Regions from separate parts of the Mus musculus genome. Here regions 1, 2 and 3 are each linked to region 4. A link is a contact called in public Hi-C and promoter capture Hi-C data. All regions are on one chromosome and are shown on one strand. Each heading gives the region's core, a stretch centred on a gene start, on an enhancer-like site or on the middle of the called end of the contact. The rest is flanking DNA. Distances are from core to core; before and after follow the strand shown. Region 1 holds the start of Spryd7 (SPRY domain containing 7). Region 2 holds the start of Rnaseh2b (ribonuclease H2, subunit B). Region 3 holds the start of Ints9 (integrator complex subunit 9). Region 4 holds the start of Mtmr9 (myotubularin related protein 9).

Region 1 (6,303 bases), core at 3,309-5,808, 2.0 Mb before region 4:
AACAAAAAACAAAACAAAACAAAACAAAAGACTATACACTGTCAAGGTAAATGCATTTTTTTTCTTTGTTTGTTTAACTAAAAATGTTAAGGGCTGGCACCTGCCACGGAGCCTCAGAAGACCTGAATTTGATCCCTGGAACACACATGGTAATAAGTAGTCCTCTAACCTCCACACACAATTTCTGAGCTGGAGAGATGACTCTGCGGTTTCAGGCATTTGCCACCAAGTCTAACAACCTTGCACATATTGGAAGGAGAGAATCACTTCTTGCAAGTTAACCTCGGCTGACTATGGTGGGCCATACCAGTAGGATCTGCTGAAGAATCGAGCAGAGGCAGGAGAAGCCCAAGTACAGGTAATCCTCTGGCTCCACATCTGTCCCTAAACACACACATATATGCAATAAATAAATAAATGCAATTTTAAAATGAAATCAAGTCACTAAATTATTGCAATAAATTTTATAAATGATTTGCATCTAACTACCCCATACAACTCTAGTCGTTTTGAATAAAGAGTGTCTTCTTTGATGTCAAAGACAGTATAATGCTTGGCTTCTACTAGGAGCTTAGTAATAACGTACATAGGAATGAATAAATAAGCTGTGCTAAGCACTATGGAGCAAGCAAGTAGCACCTGCTTACCTTTTAAGGCCAGACTTCCCTCTTGAAATCTAACAATTCTGAGGGCTCAGTCTTAGGCTTCAGTATTTGATGTGGGTTAAGTCAGTAAGTATACTTCACATTTTGTGGTCACATTGATTAAATCAAAAGCAATTATGTGACCTGGTAAACAATAATCACGGAAAGTGTCAGGACTTCTGCAAAGAACAATTGAAGACACTTTTGTTCTTGTGGGACAGTGTAGAAAAAGTAGCTGGGCATGGTGGCACATGCCTTTAATCCCAGTGGTTGGGAGGCAGAGGCAGGAGGATCTCTTTGAGTTTGAGGCCAGACTGGTCTACAAGGAGAATTCCAAGACAGCCAAGGCTATTACACAGAGAAAAACTGTCTCAACACCCCCACCCCACCCCAAAAAAAGGAAAAGAAAGAGAAAAGAGAAAAAGTAGTGAGTTGCTGCCAATGACCATAGCAACTAGCCTTCTTGAGTAAGAAGTAGAAGACAAGAGATTAACAACAATTACACCAAACCCCAAACAAACATAAAGCTCATCTCTGGCAGCACTGTCTTTTCCTGAAGCTAGTGCTGCCACCTTTGTATTTTGTGTCACAAGAATAAAATTCCTCCATCATGTAAACAATTCAGAGGTGTAATTTGTAGTACTTGAAATTGAAAAGGTCTTCAGTGAAACACATTTCCAGGGGTTATGCAAATAAATGATACTTTTTCTGAACTGATCTTTCACACAAACCCTGCCTCTATAATAATTTACTGCTTTTCATCTCATCCTTCAGCATGAAGTTAATGGAAATATGAAAAGATTTCCAAAACAATTAGGCTGTTTGGTGAGTTGGAACTTCAGAAACAACTCTAAGCACATTAGTTACTCTTACTTTGATATATTTCCTTACTGAGCAAGTTAATGCAGAAAGGTCTATATTTCAGAGATCATTTGAGGGTGTTTGTGAACCAGTAGATAATAACGTCAAGCTTTCTTCTCCTTAATTAATACAATGATATTCTGTATTTGGATCTAAGTAGCTCATATAGTTTTATTAATAACTGGTACTACTTTGAAAAGATAAATCAGATTTGAGTACAGATAGACCATTATATAAACACAGCCATAGAATGTGTGTTAATAAACATTAGAGATTTCCAAATGAATAGTGTCTTAGATTTCTATTGCTATGATAAAACACTATGACCAAAGCAATTCAGGGAAGGAAGGGTTTCTTTCACTTTCAGTTCTACATCACAATCTACACAGAAGGTAGATAGGTAGATCCTTAAGGCAGGAACCTAGAGGCAGAAACTGAAGCAGAGGCAGGCTATGGAGGAACTCTGCTTACTGGGCCCCTCCTCCTGCTTTGCTTAACCTGCTTTCTTACGCAACTTGGGACAACCTGCCATGAGCTGGGCCCATCCACAACAACCATTAGGCAAAAACAAACAAACAAACAAACAAAAAACCTCTACAAACTTACCAACAGACAACCTGGATGAGGCATTCTCTCAATTGAAGGCCTTCTTGCCTTTCAGGTACTCTAGCTTGCATCAAGTTGCCAAAAATAAATAAATAACAGTAACAAAACACAACCAGGATAGGTATATCCCTTTCAAAATAACTACCTTGAAAGTTACTTGTTCCTAAAAGACCAATTCACAATTATATGAATCAAAAGAAAAATATTTTTAAAACTTCAAAATGGTTTTAAGTAATGCAACATCATTGTTTAGATATGGAATGTGTATTTTTTTAAAAAAGAGAAAAAAAGGAAAGAAAGTGAGAAAACAAGTAGGGCATTGTGGTACACACCTGTAGACATGTGGAAGGCTGAGGTGGTGGTGGCTTGAGCCAGGAATTGAAGACAACCTGAGCAATATAGAGACTACTCTCCTTTAAAAACAAAACAGCAACCAAGAAACCAACAAAATAAATCAAAACGAAACTAGTATGAAACAAACAAAAAAGTCCAAATATATTCTTTTTTGGGGGAGCTGTCCTGGAACTCACTTTGTAGACCAGGCTAGCCTCGAACTTAGAAATCTGCCTGCCTCTGCCTCCCGAGTGCTGGGATTAAAGGCATACACCACCACGCCGGGCTCCAAATATATTCCTTAGGTTGTATAATTTTATGCTGAACACAAGCAGTATGTTTCCCATGTTTTCAAGTTAAGGCCAATCCGCATTTGAATCATTCTTCTAACTCAACACTTCTCTTCCTTTTTATTGTGATTCTCACATCAAGCTTGAAGGTAGTTTCAATTTATTGTAAAATAGGTTAAGAAAAAAGTTCCACGGAAGGGAAGAAATTGAGAGACCATATCCCGGTTCTTCACTCAGCACCTGAGGGTGCTGGATAGCACAGGAGAAAGGGAAACTGCAAAGATACAATGGGTCACTTAGTTCTTCCTAAAAGAAAAAGGCCAGGAATAAGGATTGTTCTACATAATAGACAGCACAGCATGGGCTCAAAAGTCACTACAGTCCTGCAGTCTTATCTCAGCCCTTAATACAGTATCTTATCACCTAAAAGTCATATTCATTGAGTGAATAAATTAAATAGAAATGTTTCCTGAGAGAAAGTACAAGATCTGAACATCCACTGTCTATAGTGATGGATAGGGGCTTAAAGGTATTTAGTACTGAAATTCTGTACTAGAGACTGTAAATTTGTGGTGGCACTGTACACCATAGTAAACGACGACTGCGTATAGTACTGCAATAGAAAATATAATGGGCAATGTTTCCAGACTTGTAGATTATCTGGGCAGAAAAGAGTTTTGTTGTAGATATTAAGAATGCTTGTGTTACTTAAATACAGTCTTTTAGACAATGAGGTATTTGGGGAAATCAAAAAATGCATTAGTTTATTGTAATAATACACAAAAAGACAGCACTCTAACTGAAATAATTATTCTGGGAAATCTGCCTGGATAATATTCCAGAAGCTTGGAAAGGGTCTAAGAACTGAAGTAATCCTATGTAGAAAAAGATGCTACAGGGGGGGGGGAATGTTGGATGAGAAATTATTATTAAATTAATTATAAAGCCATTGGGAACTGGAAAAAAATGGATGAGAAGGAGCACTGTTCTATTTTGCAATCGCTTGGCCCGATGGCGAGAGTCAGATAAAATTACAGCGTTCCCAACAGTGACTAAGGTGTCCAGCAATGGAGATTTTAGTGGAAGTGGCTTGTTACGACCTGAGGCTCTACTCCAGGCTTCTGCAACCGGCCCTGTTTGGGCTTCAGGAAGTGAGGGGAAAATTACTCCCCCAGAACAAGCTTCAGCCTATATTTGATAGTGCTGAAGACAGGACTCAGCAAACACTAGGTGACACTCGACACCCGGGCACTGATGGCGGGCGGGCGGGCGAGCGCCCCCGCTTCCTCACCTGGGAACACCTGACTCCTCTCTGAGAGATTCAGCCCTGGGAGGCTGGCACAGCCCATGCCCGATGACCGAGGCCAGAGAGGCCACAGGGGGCTGCGTGGTCACGTGGTCCCCGCCCCATTTCCCTCGGCCCTCGGTGGGCGGTTGGGTCCAGTCGGGAGGCCCTTACCCATGTGCTGCGTGTCCAACTGTACGGCCGGCATCTCCTTGAGAGGAATGTGGCCAGTCCCGCCGTCCCTGCAGCAGCGCAGGCAGCACCACGCCGACGCGGCCATGGCGTAGCTACACAGCCCCACCGCTCCGCCCGCGCCCGAGTGCTTCTGGGTCGCGGGAGCCTCGCAGCCCGCACAGCGACGCCAGGGCCGGGAGGCGAAGCGGAGACTGAGGCGAGGTCCCCCGGCGAAGGAGCGAGGACCGCCCGGAGGGGCGGGGCGGTGTCGGGAGGTGGGCGGGGCCAGCGGCCAGCCCAAGTCAAAGAGGGTGTGGCGGGTGGGCAGGGCGCTGTAGAGAGCCGAGCAGGGGCCCGGGCTTGACTGACTGAAAGAGGGCGGGGCCAGTGGCCTGACGCCTGGAAGAGGGCGGAGTTGGGGAAAAGGTCCGGGTTTCTGAAAGTGGGCGTGGCCAGTGGCCTGACTGACATGGGGTGGGCGTGGCGGCGTGCGCAGGCGTGCTGCGGCGTCCTCCCCTAGGCCCTGTGGCTGGCAGGTGAATGGTGGAGCTGAGAGTCGTCGGGATTCCCTGCGGCTGTGGTTGTTGCTGGTTTGACAGGGCCTTCTGTGCTGTTTATAGGGTCTGGAACTCCAGCCCTGACCGCCTCAGCCTCCGTAGTAGCTCCGTGCTGTGTCGGCGCGCTACTGGTAGCTGCCTGGGGCGGCTCCGCAGTGATTTTTAGGGATCGGCAGACCTCCTTTGGGCATGGAGCTAATAAAACGCCCGGGAGTTTTCCGTCGGAACTCTCCGGCTCTCCGCATCCTGCCACGCAGACTCCGAGGACCCGGTCTTTGGGTGTGCGGCGAGGCTCTTCGCATTTTCCATGCACCGGCGTTTATCATTGGGTTGATTGCTGCGTGGACCCAGGACTTGCAAGCAGTCACCCTTATGAGGGGACTACGGGAAGGGGTCGGGACAGGGCCGAAAGACGACTTTTTAAAAAGTCATTATTGTATATTCGTGCTCAGGACGTGCGTTCAGGCGCTCTCGTGCCACGGCAAGGTCTGAAGACAACTCTCAGAAATAGGTTTTCTTCCCCCTACCTTGGAGATCCGGGAATCGAACTCAGGTCTTCAGGCTTGCTTTCCGATCAGACAGTCTTACTCAGCTTTCTGGTGCACCAATGGTTCCTAGAAATGTGAAGGGAATGCCCTGAGAGAGGGTGAAGAGAAACTCAGCTCTTACGGGGGTCTGCTGCTTCCTATTACCATATCGAAGGAAGGCCCCAGTGGGGGTCACTTGTTATCTGTCTGTCGTTATCCCTCACACCCCATGGTGTCCCAACAGAATCTGGCTCAAACCTCTCTTCCAAGATAAGATTCCCACCCTGGAAGTTTTCTGGGTCTTCATCAAATCCTGGAAAACTGAACAAAAATTCCCAATTCTTTAGTAATGGTTTCCCATACATAACCTTTTAGTCACCTGAGTGTAAATATACTTTATTGAGATTTTTAGCCATAGGATGAGGGAAAAATTTCAGACTTTGGTTTCTTCTATTTATAAAAATATTTTTAGGGCTGGAGAGATGGCTCAGCAGTTAAGAGCACTGGCTATTCTTCCAGAGGTCCTGGGTTCAATGCCCAGCAACCACATGGCAGCTCACAACAACTGTCTGCAACTCCAGTTCCAGGGGATCTGACATCCTCAAACACCAATGCACATAAAATATAAACAAATACATAAATAAATATTATGATACTAAGGGAGATATCCAAGGCTTTTTTTTACTTTGAGACTTAGTTATTACAGAATTAATACCCAAAGTAATTGCTAAAATAATTTCAGACTATCCCCTCTCCCTCACTGCCTCTATATCTATTGAAGTACTCTTGATAATCCTCTCTTTCTCTCTCTCTCACTCTCTCTCTCTCTCACACACACACACACCACACGATAGACTTTTTGCAACATTTCAAGCTCAATACTGTCCCTACTTTATAGATGAAGAAATAGGTTAAATGACTGTGCAATTTCACAAAGGTAGAAAATATACAAAGTATGATACAAACCCCAGGGGTCCAACTCCAGCCCTTTATTTGCTTCACCACATCTTTTAGCATCTCAGATTT
Region 2 (5,767 bases), core at 2,094-4,593, 1.2 Mb before region 4:
AGTCCAAAGGTCAGTCAGGTGTCTTCCTTCCTCAGTCTCTGCCAGGTCTCTCGTGAACCTGGATGGAGCTCACTGTGAGAGACAGCCAGCCCCAGCGCGCCTCCTGACTTGGCTCCGCCCTCAGCTCTGGATTAAGGTGCTACCACTGCACTTGGCTTTTCCATTTCTGCTGGGGACTGGATCCAGATCGGCAATTACCAACTACTCAGCTCTCCAGCCCAGCTAGTTACTTCCTAGACAACTTAGTTGATCATTGTTAAAGTTTAGGGACTAACATTTCCGTCATAAATACAGGGGCAACCTTTCACAATTTAAATAGTGTATCCTTTTAAAATCTTCACAGCTACAAAACAGAATAAATTTCATTTGTAACAAATCATAGAACCTGGATATAATCATAATAAGAAGTAAGCAAGGCTGATTTGCCTTGGCTAGAAATTTGAGGAAGACATCTAAAACAACTACAACAAACACGTATTGTTTTTATGCTTAAAGTAGAGAAATCACAAGTGTTTAAAAAATAAGCTTTATGCAGGGAGATGGCACAGGGAGATGGCACAATGGATAAATCGCTTATCATACAAGTATGAGGACCAGAGTTCTGATTCTCAGAACTCTTGTAAAAAGATAAGCTGTCACAGCAGCCACCTGTCATGTCAGCACTCTGGAGGCAAAGAGAAGGGCTCCTCAGAGCAAGCTGTCCAGCTAGAGTAGCTGGAGTCAGTGAGTCTGGGGCTCAGTAAGAGCTTACCAAGTAAATAAACTGCAGAGCAGCTGAGAAATATACCTGATGCCAACTTTGGGTCTCTACCTATAAACACGCATAAGTACATGCTCACCTCTACACATATGTACTCCCACATGAACACACACACAAACCACAAATGTGTGAAAAATCATTCTCTTACTACATGAATTACATGAAGAGAGATAAGGGATGTGGGTCTTTACTCATCAATAGGAGTCACGGGACTCTTAACAAGAGACTGACCCATGACTTGCAGAAGTTTCACCATTTTCACGTTAAATGCCATTTCCTAGTTTTGTTATTGAGCAAAATGCTGGCCAAAAGACTCACAGTATTAAAGTTCACTGGCCTTTAGCATGTGCCCATGCCACAGCACATTGTGGGGGTCAAAGGGCAACTTTCAGGAGTCAGATCATTTCTGCTCCATCATTTGGGTGGTTATTGAACTCAGAGGAACCTCAAAGTAATAAAATTGATGCTATGATGTATTAATAATAAACTGGCTTAGGAAACACCAAGGTACACAGAGTAGAATTTAGCTAAAGGAACTCTGCCTCGTGCCTGGGAGAGAAGTGCCCTAACGAGGCTTGTGAGGAACTGTGGAAGAAAACTCTGTACCACAGTAGACGTTTAGGATTACTGAGAACGTTTCTGCTAATTCTTGGTCACCAAGACTGATTTCCAGTTAAGCTCTAGTCCCATAACAAGGCTTACAACTAGCCATTAGGCATATCCCCATATCAAGAACATGCCTCCGAGGGGTGGCTCAAGGGAGTAGCACAGGGTCACAACCATCATTAAGTCCTGGTCTGTCCTCAAGTTCTCTGTGCTCTCAACAGGAAACGTGTAATTCTGCCTGGTGGACAAGAACAAAAGGAACACTAGTGTACTTAAATAGTTCAGGCAATATCTTTGCTGAGTAAATCTCCCATTTGCCCAAGCAAGGGACCAGACCTGCCGTCTCTTGTGTCTGTTTAAACTTTCCAAAGTGTAACCTGGGGCTGGAGCCTGAAAGATTTATGTGAAATGCATAAGCCTAAAATGTAAGCTAACAACATCTTCTCTATAAGGCCTCCTCCCTGAGCATTAGACACACACACACACACACACACACACACACTATCATTAAAAACCATTTCCATTATTAATCCCTCAGTGTGCAGTGATTTCTCTGTGGCTGGGCATGGGAATCCTGTTAATCCTCTGTGTACTGAACCACCTTGATGGTCCAATTGAGTCAAAATTCTTAATTCTCAGCCAGCATGAAACGCAAAGCCAGTCCTAGGGGGACCCCTTTCCCTCCAGAGTCCTCTTCTGTCTTTGTATCCTGACTCATCTTCCTGACTCTTATCCACAGCCAGGGGAGACTAGCACAGGAATAGAGCTGTACTGGGTAAAGCAGTTCTCACTGTGGCCAAGTGCTGGGACAGTTGCTGCACAAATGACACTGATCTTGCTTTTGTCTGAGAGAATCACGAAATGTCCCTGCGTGGCCTTATTTTTTCGTGGTCTTACAATGGTCTGGTCAGAGGTGGGTATTATATATATATTTTTTTTAATTAGGTATTTTCTTCATTTACATTTCAAGTGCTATCCCAAAAGTCCCCCATACCACCCCCCCCTACCCACTCACTCCCACTTCTTGGCCCTGGTGTTCCCCTGTACTGAGGCATATAAAGTTTACAAGACCAAGGGGCCTCTCTTCCCAATGATGGCCGACTAGGCCATCTTCTGCTACATATGCAGCTAGAGACATGAGCTCTGGGGGTACTGGTTAGTTCATATTGTTGTTCAGAGGTGGGTATTTTTAAGGGCTTCATGCCTCAGGAGGGAATCTCAGCCTATGTTTTAAGATCCAGACCAACTTCTGGTTGCTCTATGTAATTTCTCAAAAGCTTTGACCACCTTTATAACTCAGACCTCCACATTTATGTTGCCTGTGTCTCACATTGCTCCCTCTACAAAAACAAAATACAAAGTGCCACTAGACTGGATAACAAAAGACATAAAGTGCATAGTCTGCCTAGAAAGAACACTTCAGAACAAGCTTCCTGATCGGCAGCTGGCCCTTTGAGAGAATCCCCTCTCCACCTCCCTAGTCAGGGCTTAATTGTTTTCTCTATAGCCCCGAGGTGAGCCCTAGGCAACAAGACACCACTTTTGCTCACAACCATTCTAGCACTTGGGAGGTTCCTGATCCAGTATTCAAAGCCAGCCAGGGCGGCATACTTTGAAGGTCAGTCCCCGCTGGGTGGTGGACCTTGTGTCAAAACCAAACCACACCCAAACTAAGTCTCGTTAATACTCTAAAGATTTATCCTAAATAACAAATTCGTATGTTGAACTCCAAATTATAAGCATAATTTGGGTTGTATCTTTAAAAAATTACCTTAACTATCAAATTGGCCCACAGCCAATTTGAAGGCTGCTCGCCCGCATTAGGAACCTCAATGTATGAAATACACGCACGAGCAGCGCCCGTAGAATGAGAGTGAGAAAAACGAGGAGCTCCACACCCTCCACTGACAGCAGGGCCCGCGCAGATTTCAAAAAAGGAAGCCGAGCGGGCGGGCCCGGAAATGGAGGCAGGCTGGTGGCCCCGGTTGGCGGGCCCCTCGGCGCCACTTCCGGCAGGGCGCGACCATGGCCGGAGGTCGGGACCGCGGGGACTTGGCGGCCAGGCAGCTAGTGTTCCTACTTCCAGGTAAACGCGGGAGGCGCGTGGGCCTAGGTCGCTGGTGGCGGCAGCGGCAGCGCGGGTTTTTTTTTTTTCCCAGGCCAGCACCGGTCCGCAAGGTCCTAGCGAGCGCGGACCCGGATTCGGTGCCCCGCGCTTTGCTAAGCATCCTGGTCACGTGTCACAACACGCGGGAAAACTCCAAACCCGGAAGCGACGGCAGCGTTTGCGCGGATTCCCTGGGGCGGGTCCAGCCACTCGGCCTGCGGCGGGCAGCGGGGGTCCCGGGACTCTGCTGTCCCCTGGGAGTTACTGGATCTCTGTAGCTCAGCGTCTAGAATCTTACCAGCTCCAAACCAGAGGTCGCAGTAGTCCCATGCTGAGCCGCTCTGCTGCTCTGGAAAGGCAAGGGTGGCCAGGCATAAGGGAGCCTGGATGGGGTTTATGTGAGCGTGGTTTGAAACAATTCCAGGACATGGTGACAGTCAAAAATCCCAGAACCAGGCCACTCAGTGTCCCTGTAGATGATGACCAGCTATCAGGGCATGTGGTGGCATGCGACAGCCATTGCCATATGAGGAGGGCAAGTGAAATAAATTTGGGTTAGGGAATGCAAGCCAGAAACACTCTGTCATTTTACAATGATACATTTGATGTTAGAATACGCGTGAAGAAGGAAACTTCCCAGTCACTTTAATTTTGAGTTTTAGTTTAGCAAATGCAGAGCATTTTTACAGCAAATATATTTCACCAGGGTATAGATATCCAGTGATGATAATTTTTATAATCTTTATGTAACGACCTGACACTTACTTTGGATACACAGCTTCTCTCCTGTGTAAAAAGTTAAACACATTCAAGTGTATGGATTTTGGGTTTGCAGCTCACTCAACTGAACCCTGTATGCTGCTGACCAAGAAGAGTAGCTTTCCAGCTAGCAGCTCATACACCCGTCTTCTAGAGAACCCCAGGCTTTCTGTCATCAAATTAGTTTTGCCTGCTTGGACCCCTGTGACTTTTGTATCTGTCTTCCTTCCCTCCGTACCACGTCTGCCAGATCCATCCATGGCTGTTCCATGGGTTTTGTTGGCTGGTTCTTAAAAATTGCTTCTGGTTTGCTGTATGCATATCAATGCTACTACTCTCCGGAGGATGGATGGCATTAGGTGTTCCTCCTGGTTTGCACCTAGTAGGAGTTACACCTCTGGCAGCATTCTTTTGAGGCTGTTGGTGGACATTGGCATTCATTTCTTCGGAGTGTCTGTATCCTGGAGTGGAAGCTGCTTTTGGGTGCTTGTTGGGTTAGCTTTAGTTCTGCAGAATGGTTTTCTGAAGTGGTTGATACGGCTTCGTCCTGACTCCAGCTGCCTATGATGAGTCCAGTTAAGCCGTAACCTCACTGATAGTGCTTGGTAAAGCAGCTAGTGAGAATTCCTGGTGTTGGTGAGCCATCAGAAGGCTAGCTGAACACCTTAGTTTAGCTGGGAGAGGGGAGAGCCTCCTTTCACCCTTCTGTTACATCAGTATATTTGATTTTTGTAGTAGGATCCCTAATCATTCTTTTTGCAATCAAACATGTTAATACTATATAGTAGTTTGCAATAATTTGAGGGGTTTTGTTTTGTTTTGTTGGCTGTTTCACTGACATTAATTTCCTTCTTAAAGTGTGTCATAATCGTACCAAGCACAAAACTGAAAAGACTCGATGTTGAATGCATCCCTCAAAGAGAAAGGTGTAGTAGATCTACTGGGAGGGAGGGGTGAGACGCATTGCCACCTGGTTTCTGTTCAAAGCTGAGGTGTCTGTCCTCTCACCTTTTTTTACCCTTCAGGCAAGGTGCTCTCTCACCTACTCATTAGGCTGATAGTGGTTGAGGGTTCTAAAACTTAAAACTTGGGCTTCCTGACTTCTGCTCTTCCAGGTGGCCTTTAGTGCCACCTGCAGGCTCTAAGGGTCCAAACACGTTTGATAGCAGCTATGGGGTCTGCCCTCCAATGTAAGGGCACCGGCCTCCTGGGAGTGAGACTTCATTTGTGAAGGTTCTGAGCTAGTCTGTCCTGGGCTAAGACCCAAAAATATGCTTGCTCTTCTAGTAAAGACTCAAGCACCGTTACTGGCTGGTCTAATACCCCCCGGAACTGCTGTATCGAGGACCAGCCTGGGGAGCTGGGGTCCTGGGTAACCGCACCTGAGGCTTGACTGCTTGAGGGTTCACTGTTCTGAAAGTGAGCAGAGCTTGTATACATTCAGGGCACAGGCAGCTAACCTTGGCTTGACATTTAATTTACATTCAAGTTGCCTCTGGTATGTCCCGAAGGTTACATCTTAAAGTTGATTACAG
Region 3 (5,619 bases), core at 790-3,289, 1.4 Mb after region 4:
AGATTTCTATTATCTGCAGGTCCCCAGAAAAAGGGGCACGTGACTATACCCTATATAACAGACGAGGGTTTTTTTAAGCTTCAGACAAAAATAAAAATAGCAATCACTTTTATCATTCAACTTTACGAAGCGTGTATCTTTACTGCTAAGTGCATTCTTTGCTTCACTCACCCAATGCTTCCTCACTCTTCCATACCAGTTTTCAAGCATTTGTGACACAGAACAGGGTGGGGTAGAAGAAAAAACAAAACAAACAACAAAAAACAAAAAACAAAAAACAAAAAAAGACCACAGCGCCTTTCAGCGCACAGTCAACCCTCTTCTCCGCAAAAAATTTCCAACAGTTTTTTCAACTACGAAAATAAGTCGCCTTATCTACCTCAGGATACAGAGCAGACGTTCTGTCTCATTAGAAGACAGCGATGCGGATGGCATTTAGCACTCGAGATTCCCAGCCCCACGTTCCCGAATTTTAAATAACTGGCAAGCTACTGAGCATGAAGATGACAAGATACCTCTACTTACTGTTTCGGGGTGAAGGTGGGTGGAGGACTCCTTTCAAAGTAGCCCCAATAGTGTAACCCAAACACGGTTCCGGAATAAAATACTAAGAGACACTTTTCCTTTCCCACCTTTAGCTGCCGACTTGAGGCAAAGATGCATCTCCACATCACATCATCTATATAGTCCTGCCGGGAGTTTGGGGTGGAGACTGGCCCAGAGTAGGGCACCGAGTGTGAGCTGGGCGCCCAGACACTAACGAGTTACTGAGCCCCCCCAAACCCTGCACAAGATCCTTGGACCAAAAGTCCAGCCCGGGACTCCTGCGTGCTTCCCAAGCCCAGGCCGCTTATCTCTGACTCCAGCCATCTAACTTACCATCTACAGACATTCCTTCAAGACGATCGCAGCACCCAAGTACACGTCACAGTTTAAAACACAGCGAGACACTCCCCAAACAAACCAGCACACCTCGAAACCACCTTACAGTTTCTCAAACTCCCAAGCAGGAAGACCCCCCAACTCCAGGATTCAAACCTTCCGCCGGTCCTGAAGACCAGAGAGAAGTTGGGAAGCCATCGACGCCTCTCCACGCCCGCCCCTCACAAACTGCCCCACCCCACAGCCCGCGCACGGCCGCCCCCTCGGAAGTACCCCTACTTGCTCCCCTATGCTCAACCTGGCTACTCCAGAGACCCATCTGTGGCGCCTACTCACTTTCTCTCCCCCCCAAACATCTCGACATTTTTTTTTCCTTAAAGTAATGAGAGAAGTGAGGAAAAGAGACTTGAGGCAGTCCAGCTTGCAAACGACCCCACTCACCTTGGAAATCCAGCTGAGAGTTCTCTGCACCCTGCTCAGCCCCCTCCCCAGCGTCCCAGTGCAAGGCTGAGGGAGGGAGGAGGAAGGCGGGAGGGGGAGGGGATCTTCACCGCGGGGCGCCCTGCGGGAGGGGCTGAGGAGGGCTCCAGGCCCGCGCAGGAAGAGCCTAGGGGGGAGGGGAGGCCCCTATCTCCCAGTCTCCCCCTGAAAACCTCCCTTGTCTCAATCACATCAGACTGACTGTCTTTGTCTGGCTGACAACCGCCATATTGATAGCAACAGCCCCGCTCCCACCTGCTGCCGCTGGGCATCCCTGGGAGTTGTAGTTTCCGGTTCCCTAGAGGAAAAGTGCAGAGTTGAGGGTCTGAGGCCCTAGGGAACTACAGCTTCCAGCAGGCACTGCGCCCATACGCCTTCCCACAGGGAGGAGGGGAGCTGGGAGCTGAAATCGTGCGGACTACACATCCCAGAATACCATGGATGCTAGACCCAGATGAGGGACATGATATCATGCTGGGATGGAAAGGAAGGATGAATTGGCGGCGGCGATGAATTTGAGCGGACGGAAGGAGGTGATTAGAGAGAAAAGGGAGGAAAAGGAAAGACGCCCACAGTGCCCATGATACCTGCAGTAAAACTACATTTCCCGTGAGGCTCTGGAAAATGCTTAAGGAGTGAAGACTCCAAGTCCCGCGATGCTCTGGGCTATAGAGATTAAACCGGAAGATCCTTCCCTGTCTTTAGAAGTGAAGAGACTGGTACTGAACAACCAAAAGTCCGATATGAAACTGGTGAGTTTCCACTACTAAGTCAGAGGGCAAAGGTAATGAATGCTATATATCTTTGGAGTCTGTCGCCTCCACCATGATTTATCACGGAGGGAGGTCAGCACTTAAAAATTATAAAGTGAGCTGGGTTTTGCGATTGGGATTTGAATTCCCGCTTGCTCACATCCCACAGCTCCTGCATCTGTCAGGAGGTCTTCATTACTGTTTGGCAGATCCCTTTGGCCGCACGTGAGGTTGTATGTTACATTTCTTCACCCTTGGGCTAAAGATAGGCTCCAAAACTTTGGTTTGGTCATGTTTCTCAGCCTGCACCTGAGAGCTATAATAGATCATCAACCACTTTCCACTTAATGAGCACTTGAGTGGACTCCTACTGATATTGCGAGGCTGGATTCCGATCTGAACAGAAAGTAGGAGCGATCAGACAGAAGGTCTAAATGTCCTGTTACTCCTAACTGCAGTTCGAATTACAAGAAAGAGATGCTAAAGGGTGGTGCCCTTGAAGGATTCCCGTCTAAAGCCTGCTTGAAATAAACAGCTCTAGATAAAACATGCCTCCTGAAGAAGTAACTGTGTGGCAAAACACTAAGCTGACAGGTGGCCTTTTCAGATATTTGCTTTGCCCCATTTTTCTGAGCACACCGTTCTAACAAGTTGTTTTATTCAAGCTTAATGGAATAAGTAATAGAGTAATAAGGAAATTGAACGCAGGTGTGAAATGCTTGTCGTCGCCCTCCTATTCCCTACATTCTCACTGCCAACTTACTGTAGAATCTTCCTAATTGCTACGTGGAGAGAAATATCCTCAATAGAGTGAAGTGTGTTTGGTATGTTCTGTTTAAGAGAGAAGCGATGCAGAAACGTTTATTCCAGAACAACTTTTTTTTTTTTTTCTCTTCTTCTGTTTTTTTGAGATAGAGCTTCTCTGTGTAGCCCTAGCTGTCCTGGAATTCTCTTTGTAGCCCAGGCTGGCCTCTCAGAACAACTTCTTTGGGAGGGTATCAGAACTTAGGTACTTTTTGCTTTACTCATAAAATCTTCTTGCTTAACGTATACACAGAGGTTAAAGCAGGGAAGGAGCAAATGGAAAATTAGCCATTCCCTTTCAGAATCAAAAGCTGGCGAAAAGAAACCAGATGTGGCACACCTTTAATTCCAGCACTCAGGAGGCAGAGGCAGGCAGACCTCTGAGTTCTAGGATAGCCAGGGAAGTTATACTGAGAAATCCTGTCTCAAAAAAAGAAAGAAAGAAAGATAAAGAAAAGAGAGAGAAAAAGAAATCAAGAAAAGGAAGTATTAAAAAGAAAGAAAAGAAAAAGAAGTATTCTAATTATTATCTTCCCTTTCAAACAGTGTAGATCCAATAATTAATCCAATAATTACTATCCGAATATCAAAATAGTTTCTCAGTAGGTTAAACTTGTGTGCTGTGCCTACCAAAGGGTTTGAATAAACTTTCTCAGGTCCTTACATTTTAGCTCTGTTTACTGCTTTAAAAATGTGAGGTTGGCTATGGGTTTTGTATATTATAGGGACTAGGGATCTATGTCAGTGGCAGCATGGTTGCCTAGGATGCACACAATACATTGGGTTTGGTCTTCAGCATGATGGTAATGAGTTACATTGTGAAACACAAACATGCTTTTGAACAAAGTCTTGTTTTTGAGTAAGACTTTCCCTTGCTGGGCAGTGGTGATGCACACCTTTAATCCAAGCACTTGGGAGGAGGAAGCAGGCAGATTTCTGAGTTGGAGGCCAGCCTGGTCTACAGAGTGAGTTCCAGGACAGCCAGGACTGCACAGAGAAACCCTGTCTCAGAAAAACAAAACAAAACAAATAAGACTTTCACAGGTGCACATGAGGGATAGCCACATCTTGATTCTTTTCCCTTAATGAGAATTTCTTGAATAGGTCTGTTTTTCTGTCTTCTTACTAATACTGCTTACTTACTTACTAATACTGTGATGGTTTGTTTCACTGGGCATTTGGAATTCAGTAAGACCTTCTGTCCTTAAGTTTTGTTTTTGTTATTGTTTTTGTTTATCAGCTTCACACAAAGCTAGAGTTATCTGGGAAGAGGGGTTTCAAATGAGAAAATGCCTCCCTTTAGTCTGCATTTCCTTGATTGACGATTGATGTGGATGGTGTCAACCCACTATTTGTGGTACTATCTCTGTGCAGATGTTCCTGAAGCTGATAAGAAAGCAAGCTCAGCAAGCTGTGGGGAGCAAGCAATAAATAGCCTTCCTCCATAGCCTCTGTTTCAGTTCCTGCCTCTAGGCCCTGACTTCCCTACGTGATGGATGTGATCGGGATCTAAACTAGTTAAACACTTTGCCTCCTTTTGGTCACAGTGGGTGTTGTTTATGGTTTTGTTTGTTTAGTTGGTTGGTTGGTTGGTTTCGGTTCGCCTTTAGTTTTGTTTTGTCTTGAGACAGGGTCTCACTATGTAGCTCCGGCCATCTTGGAACTCACTCTGTATACAAGGCTGGACTCGAACTCACATCGATCCACCTGCCTCTGCCTCTGCCTCTGCCTCTCTGCCTCTCTGCCTCTCTGCCTCTCTGCCTCTCTCTCTGCCTCTCTGCCTCTCTGCCTCTGCCTCCCAAATGCTGCGATTCAAGGTATGCACCACCACATTTAGCTTGGTCATCGTGTTTTACCACAGCAATGGCAAGCAAACTGGAACACCTTCTAAGTGCCCTCCCGGCATTCAGTCTTGATCTCTTCTGGGGAATCTCAGCTTGTTTTTTTTTTTTTTTTTTTTTTTTTTTTTTCCAAAATTCCATGCCTTCTTTTGCATTTCAGGTAAACGCACAATCTTTAACTTGGTTGACTTGGCTCTGGAGAGCATGGTCCCACTTAACGTCTCTACACGTAGTCTAACTAGCTCTCACCGTGGATGTCTTTATTCAGATCATGTAGGATGTTTTCCAGTTCTTTTGAGTTCACTCTATTTTCTTTTGTCTTTGGAAATTTAAGTGTATTCAATTACCTACCTACCATATTTGTCTTTTCTTAGTTATTGTCTTCACATAGTTCAGGACACTGTTTGAATGATAGTTTCTCAAGAGATTCTTGAGTTAGGCACCCCTGATACATGTTTTCATGGCAGACCATTCTGTTTGTTGGACTTTTAGTTATTTCGTTGTGTTTGTTCTCCCTAATGTAGACATTTTATTCCCAGAGACTTAACACATAGTTTGTGACTTTACTACGACAAATATAATTTCCCAAAATCTGTCAAGGTCTGTGGGGAATGTTGGGTAAAAGGTTAAAGAGTGGATTTGAGATTATAATAAATAATAACACGAGTAAAAATATTAATTTCGGGCCAGGCGTGGTGGTGCACACCTTTAATCCCAGCACTCGGGAGGCAGAGACAGGCGGATTTCTGAGTTCGAGGCCAGCCTGGTCTACAAAGTGAGTTCCAGGACAGCCAGGGCTAGACAGAGAAACCCTGTCTTGAAAAACCAAATAATAATAATAATAATAATAATAATAATAA
Region 4 (6,239 bases), core at 1,837-4,336:
ACTTTTCAGGCTTATTAGGAGTGTCCATGGAGATAAGGCATCTAATAGGCCAACAACAGTCAATGCACACAATAAAACTAGCTCTAACAAGATACACACATGTGAAAGCTTCATCCACACTCACTTCCTCCTTCCTAAAGGGATCTGGCGAGGCGTCCTACTATCTCTATGCTACACTAGTTATGCCCAACCAAAGTGAGCCCTAGGCATCCCTCTGTCCAAACAGTGGAACATTATCTCAGTTTGCTTTCTCATTCATGTTGGGGAGTACAGCCAAGTCAAGAGCATACTTCCAAGTGACAACTACATATGGCAGACTATTCAACTTACATGCTCATTTCTTCCAGTAGAACTTGGCAAAAGCAGAAAGGTTTGTGTGTCATTTCCTCGACAACATATTACTTGATCCTCTACTTCTTGTTGAAAGCCAAACAAAATTCTAATTATAGATTTAAGGCTTTCTCTCTCCTTTTAAGAGCTAAACCCACTATTTTTTTTTTACATAAAGCCCAGTAAGTCAGTTACACAGAAAGAAAATAAAATCAGCTTGACTCTATAATTGCCTAGAAATTACTTTAAACAGTCAGTTGATATAATTGATATAATTTAGTGGCAGCAATTTAAAAGTTGGAGTAACCAAAATAGTTAGAAGAAGGAAAAGAATGTGAGACCTTCATCAGAGACCTTAAACTATCCAAGCAAAGTTTCTATGTGTGGCTCAACGCTTTTATACATGCATAAACAGACACGCCTTAGGTGAACTGGCAAAAACAAATACATACGTGCAGACATGCCAAAGTCACAAATGGCAACTGTTGGTGACAATCACTTGCTTTGTCTGTATACACAACACTGAGAGTATACATCTGACACACAGTGCAATGGTAAGCTAAGAAATGGTACGACAGTGAACTTTATGTGATATGGCTAATTTCTACCACAAAGTCTCAAAATAAAGCTGTTGCCATAGAAGGGTCCTCCAATGACAGCAACCATTTGCCAATAATTATACTAAGCATTCTACATAAACCCACGAATGTAATCGTAAAACACCTATAAAAGGCAGGTAATGTCATCTTCCTTTTATAAGACACTACAGGCTAACTGTGAGAGGTGAGGTGCTTCACCCATAGGCCCCATGTTAACAGGACCTCACTACTGCAACAATCACAGTATAAGAGCACTGCTCAGAGTTGAAGGGTTTCAGAGCTGCTCCACTCAGGATGACCACACTTGCTCACTGTGATGCCCAAGGACTGTAACATGGCCACAATCAGCTACACTGTATTTGTTTTACTGGCTTACAATTTCACATAGGATGTTCTTTCAGGAAATCTACAGAAACAGAAAAACAGTTCACAAACTGTCTTCAGAGCGAAAGTAGCAAGATTCGCACAGTAAATGATTCTTATGCATCAAGGGCTGTACAAAATCAAAATATCGCCATTTTCCTATCAGAATTTTGCCTGCAGCATACTTACCTCAATGGAACTGGCTATATTTAAACACTCCTCCATTCCAGGAATATCCAACTGAATGATTCGGAAATCTTTACATTTTATGATGATGGTACCCAGAGAGCCCACAAATCTGTAAGAAATTACATGAAATCATGAAAATGGTAAGAAAACTAGTGAGGACAGTAGGTGAGAACCAGAACACAGAGAACCAGGGATTCAGTCTTTATCATGCAGGCATGAGAGACCATTGAATACATTTATGCAATAAAGATGAACTGAGGAGTCTAGTAGTCTGCTGATGGTATCTTGTACACAGATACACACATACACACATAAGTAAAAATAAAAAATTTAAAGTGATGGAGTAGGGAAATAAAGATGAATTAGTTCCTATGTTCCTTTAGAGCCAGCCCCTTTCTTTTCACAAGAAAAACTGAATGTTAAGGGCTAATGATTACCCTCAGTGGGAAGTGATCATTCCAGAGAATAAGTAAGATGCAATATGATAAACTCAGTCTTCCCTAAATGAGCAGGGGTGTAAAATTTGTCATCCACCTGCATCGGCACTCCCCATCAGCTATTACAGGGGTGCACCTTACCGATTTTAAAACGTTTTAAGGAGAGACTAAAATGCATATGCATATATATGGAAAAAATGACAGTGTACTCAGTTAAATACTATGGCCAGGCATAGCGGCCCATACACACACAACTGTAATTCCAGCACTTACTTGGGAGGCTGGGGCTGGAGAGTTGGAAGTTCAAGACCGGCCTATGCTGCAAAGGGCTGAGCATGCCTATTTAAAAACGAGATCGTGGGGGAGGGGTCGCTTTAAATTGTATTGAATCATAACTTCGTGAAGTCAGATTAACAACAACCAATAATTCAAGAAATGTGGTGGAAGAAATTTTTTTTTTACAAAGAACATTTAAAAATACGCCCAAATGCTGTTCAAAATGACCACTACGACTCTGAGACCTTAGCCTGGGGATGCCAGGTGGCCAGTGCAGATAGATCTAGGCCCCAGAAGGCTCATTTGGCTGGCTGAGCCAGGATACCCATAAAAAACCACCTGAAAGCGTCTGTTCCGTTCCAGGCTCCTCCGGGACCTGGGTGTGGTGGGCGCTCACCGTTTGTCGATGGCGTCGATATTTGAATGGAGGAGCCAGAGCTCCTCCGTGTTGTCCTGCCGGGAAGACAGGATCAGGTGGTGGCCTGTCAGACACAGGGTCCCTTCCACGGCGGTGTAGAAAGGCCGGTGCAGCACCACATTGTCTACCCGTGGGGTTTTAATCAGCTCCGCAAACTCCATATTGGGCGCAGCCTAGGGGCGGGAGGCCCAGTCCCGCAGGTGCCCGGCGGTTAATCCGCAGACCCGGACGGAGCCCCGGCTGGGCGGGCCCGGGAGGTCGAGCCCCGCCCCGGCTGGGCGGGTGCGCCAGGGCCTGCGGGCACCGCCCTGGCCGCTTCTCCAAGTCTCTTCCGCACCACTGGCCGGGACTCGGTCGCAGAGAAGGCTTCCCGCCAGGCCCTGCACTCCCCGCTGCCACCGGCGTCTGACGGGCGGGCTGCGGAGGAGACGGACCCGGCGTCGGGGCAGCAGCATCCGAGCCCGAGCAGCCAGGGACTTCTGGCGGAAGTAGCTGCTGAGCGTTGCACCCGGCAGGAACTCCTGCACAATTAGAGGGACTCGAGACTCGGAAGACATAGAAACCGGACCGGAAGTTGGTACTTTGCTAGATCCGGTGGAACACAGCCAGAAACAATGACTTTATGGTCCTACAATGGAAAAACAAAACAAAACAAAACAAAACCAACCAAAACCTCTTTCACCTTCTACCGCCGCAATCCTTGCCCTTCAAATATTCCTTATCGGAAAAGGCGAGACGAGAAGACGTCGCTGACCTGCCAGCCTCCACATGAGTGCTGTCCCTCAAGGGCTCTTCGTTTGCGCTACCTGGTAGTTGTCTCATGAATTGGTCACGAAGAGATGTCAAATGTAGGATGGAAGCGGAGGTTGTGATCGAAAAGTAGCATCTTGGTGTCTGGAAGAGACATGGGACAATCTATGCTTTAGACTCTTTGAGAGCGCCATGACTTTAACCAAGAACAGCATATTCTAAAAGGATGGAAAGAGAAACTGACTAATCCTCGCCCTGCGAAAGGACTCTAGTGTCTTCAGAGATAGTTCAGTTAATCTGTAGCAAAGCCTGAAATCAAGACCTTGGTATATTGGTCACGACTTCATAGTATCCCGGCTAAGTACAGTCTAGCTGAACTGCTCACGGACACTGCAATGACAGAGTTTTGCTGTTGTAATTTCCCTCTTCTTTTTTTTTTTTTTTAATTTTTTATTAGGTATTTTCCTCATTTACATTTCCAATGCTATCCCAAAAGTCCCCCATACCCCCCCCCACTCCCCTACCCACCCACTCCCACTTTTTGGCCCTGGCATTCCCCTGTACTGGGGCATATAAAGTTTGCAAGTCCAATGGGCCTCTCTTTCCAGTGATGGCCGGCTAGGCCATCTTTTGATACATATGCAGCTAGAGTCAAGAGCTCCGGGGTACTGGTTAGTTCATAATGTTGTTCCACCTATAGAATTTCCCTCTTCTTGCTTTCTATCCCTCTACTTTATCCCAGAATAAGAATTATGTTTGAGTCCTGGCCTGCTTTTACTGTGTTAGCAGTGAAAATTCTCACCACCCAGTCAGTGTCTACGAACAGCAAGGTAGCTGACTTCAGAGTGTGCAAAGTGAAGTTGACCAGATTGCACAGTGTTTGTCCTTGATTTTGTTCTTGTCTTTTCTAAAAACCTTCCCTTCCTAAATCACTCACTCCTGCGATCCAGTTTATCTGCAAAAGGAAAACAACCAGCAATGGATGCTGATGGACTGAGGTGAAGTAATGTGGAGGTGTTTTCCACACCGGATTTGTTTACTTTCCTTCCTCACTTGACTCATTGTATTAACTACAAATTGTGGAATGGAAAACTTTTAATCTGAAAAATAATGAAAAGTTATACAGAGAAAAAAATGAAAGTAAAGCCTTGAAGGGTAAGGCTCCCCGAATGGAAGATATCCAAGGAAGAACTTAGTGTCCAATTTAGTATATGCTAGAAGATAGAAAGTCTCCATGGATTCTGTGGCCCTTCTGGTTTTCTTGAAAATAAATTATGAAAACGTTATTTCATTAAGTTAAAATGTTTCATGCTCTATAAAGTCATAAATTAGGATTTTTTCCTTTTATTTGTTTTTTGCCAAGAGAAAAAAATTAGGTATCTTCTGAGTTGTTATAATGAAGTACCAGAAACGATTAGGAAATTAAATCACCAGTGATTTGAAGTTCAAAGCGTAGAAAGTTCACTAGCGCTGAGAAAACCAAACTTAGTAGTTAGGAATAAAGCCTGAGTAAAGAGCAAGAAACAGTTCCCCACATAAGCAGTAGGTGGCGGTAGAATTCAAAGTCAATGGGATATGCCTCTATTAAAATAATCCAATGATGTAGTCAAATATTAACTGTCCAAACAGTCAAGAAATAAGGGCCTCAGGGGATTCTGATAAGCCAAGAAAATAATAAAATTTATAATGTGTACAATGGATTTACTTAAGGACTATAAAGATAGCTCAATGGGTGCCTTAGCATTCTATTGTGAAGAGACACCATGACCACAGCAACTCTTTTTTTTTTTTTAATTAGATATTTTCTTAATTTACATTCTAAATGTTATCCCCTTTCCAGGTCTCCCCCGGAGACACTCTATTCTATCCTCCCTTCCCCTGCTTCTATGAGGATGCTCACCCACACACTCCCACCTCCCGGCTCTCACATTCCCCTATACTGGGGCATCGAGCCTTCACAAGACCACGGGCCTCTTCTCCCATTGATGTCCGACAACATCATACTCTGCTACATATGCAGCTGGAGCCATGGGTCCCTCCAGGTGTACTCTTTGGTTGGTGGTTTAGTCCCTGGGAGCCCTGAGGGTCTGGTTGGTTGATGTTCTTTTTCCTATGGGTTGCAAACCCCTTCAGCTCCTTCAGTCTGTTCTCTAACTCAGTCTGATCACATCAACTCTTATAAAGGAAGGCATTTAATTGAGGGTGTCTTTTGGTTTCAGTGGTTCAGTCCATCATCATCATGGCAGAACATAATAGCACACAGGCAGACAGTGCTGGAAAAGGAGCTGAGAGTTCTACATCTGGATCTTTAGGCAGCAGGAAGCTCTAAAGAGCTGCTGGTCTGACTTGAGCATTTGAAACCCCAAAGCCCATCCCCAGTGACACACTTCCTCCAACAAGGCCACACCTTTCAAATAGTGCTAATCCCTATGCTTTCAAATATTTGAACCTATTAGGCCATTCTTATTCCCACCACCACAATGGGTAAGGAGCAAGTGTAAAGACCTAAGGTCAAAACCCCAGAACATATACAAAGAAGAAATCTGAGTCTAAAACCCCAGTGCCAGAGAAGGGGGACAGAGACAAGAGGATCCTGAGGGTTCACAGGCCAACCACTGTAGCAGAAACAGTAAACTCTGGACCAACCAATGAGAGAAACTGACTCAAAAATAAAGTTCAGAGGACTCAAGAAATGCACCTGATATTGACCTTCAAACTCCCAGGCCCACACAGTAATATACACCTGCACACACACACACACACACACACACACACACACACACACACAGAGAGAGAGAGAGAGAGAGAGAGAGAGAGAGAGAGAGAGAGAGAGAGAGAGAGGACACACCATAAAATTGAATTGAAATATTAAGGAGC

Evidence for each region. Promoter capture Hi-C pulls out the DNA fragments that hold promoters and counts their contacts. Hi-C and Micro-C count contacts between places; a contact is called where the count stands out from the background. Capture Hi-C pulls out chosen DNA fragments and counts their contacts.
Region 1: a contact with region 4 is called in a promoter capture Hi-C map of liver, with 2.2 times the contacts expected there. The contact joins the promoter of Spryd7 here to the promoter of Mtmr9 in region 4. A contact is called at or near these places in 5 of 39 promoter capture datasets (hippocampal neurons, liver, neutrophils and 1 more).
Region 2: a promoter capture Hi-C map of liver shows a contact between it and region 4, with 2.6 times the contacts expected there. The contact joins the promoter of Rnaseh2b here to the promoter of Mtmr9 in region 4. A contact is called at or near these places in 2 of 39 promoter capture datasets (both in liver), 1 of 484 Hi-C or Micro-C datasets (B cells), 1 of 115 datasets of contacts at active chromatin or transcription factors (acute myeloid leukemia) and 2 of 9 other capture datasets (adipose tissue and liver).
Region 3: a Hi-C map of CD4 T cells shows a contact between it and region 4, with 9 times the contacts expected there. The contact joins the promoter of Ints9 here to the promoter of Mtmr9 in region 4.

Annotation. Positions count from the first base shown.
Region 1 is chr14:61,552,328-61,558,630 of GRCm38.p6, forward strand. Spryd7 (SPRY domain containing 7) reads right to left here and starts at 4,559. Exons shown (of 5, transcript NM_025697.4): 1 at 4,194-4,559. The coding sequence starts at 4,299.
Region 2 is chr14:62,328,725-62,334,491 of GRCm38.p6, forward strand. Rnaseh2b (ribonuclease H2, subunit B) reads left to right here and starts at 3,344. Exons shown (of 11, transcript NM_026001.3): 1 at 3,344-3,452. The coding sequence starts at 3,392. It overlaps Gm41173 (a long non-coding RNA gene), which reads right to left and starts at 3,331. Exons shown (of 2, transcript XR_874686.3): 1 at 3,138-3,331; 2 at 1-1,604.
Region 3 is chr14:64,948,254-64,953,872 of GRCm38.p6, forward strand. Ints9 (integrator complex subunit 9) reads left to right here and starts at 2,040. Exons shown (of 17, transcript NM_153414.5): 1 at 2,040-2,114. The coding sequence starts at 2,106. Hmbox1 (homeobox containing 1) reads right to left here and starts at 1,604. Exons shown (of 10, transcript NM_177338.6): 1 at 1,324-1,604.
Region 4 is chr14:63,540,867-63,547,105 of GRCm38.p6, forward strand. Mtmr9 (myotubularin related protein 9) reads right to left here and starts at 3,087. Exons shown (of 10, transcript NM_177594.1): 1 at 2,592-3,087; 2 at 1,482-1,590. The coding sequence starts at 2,773.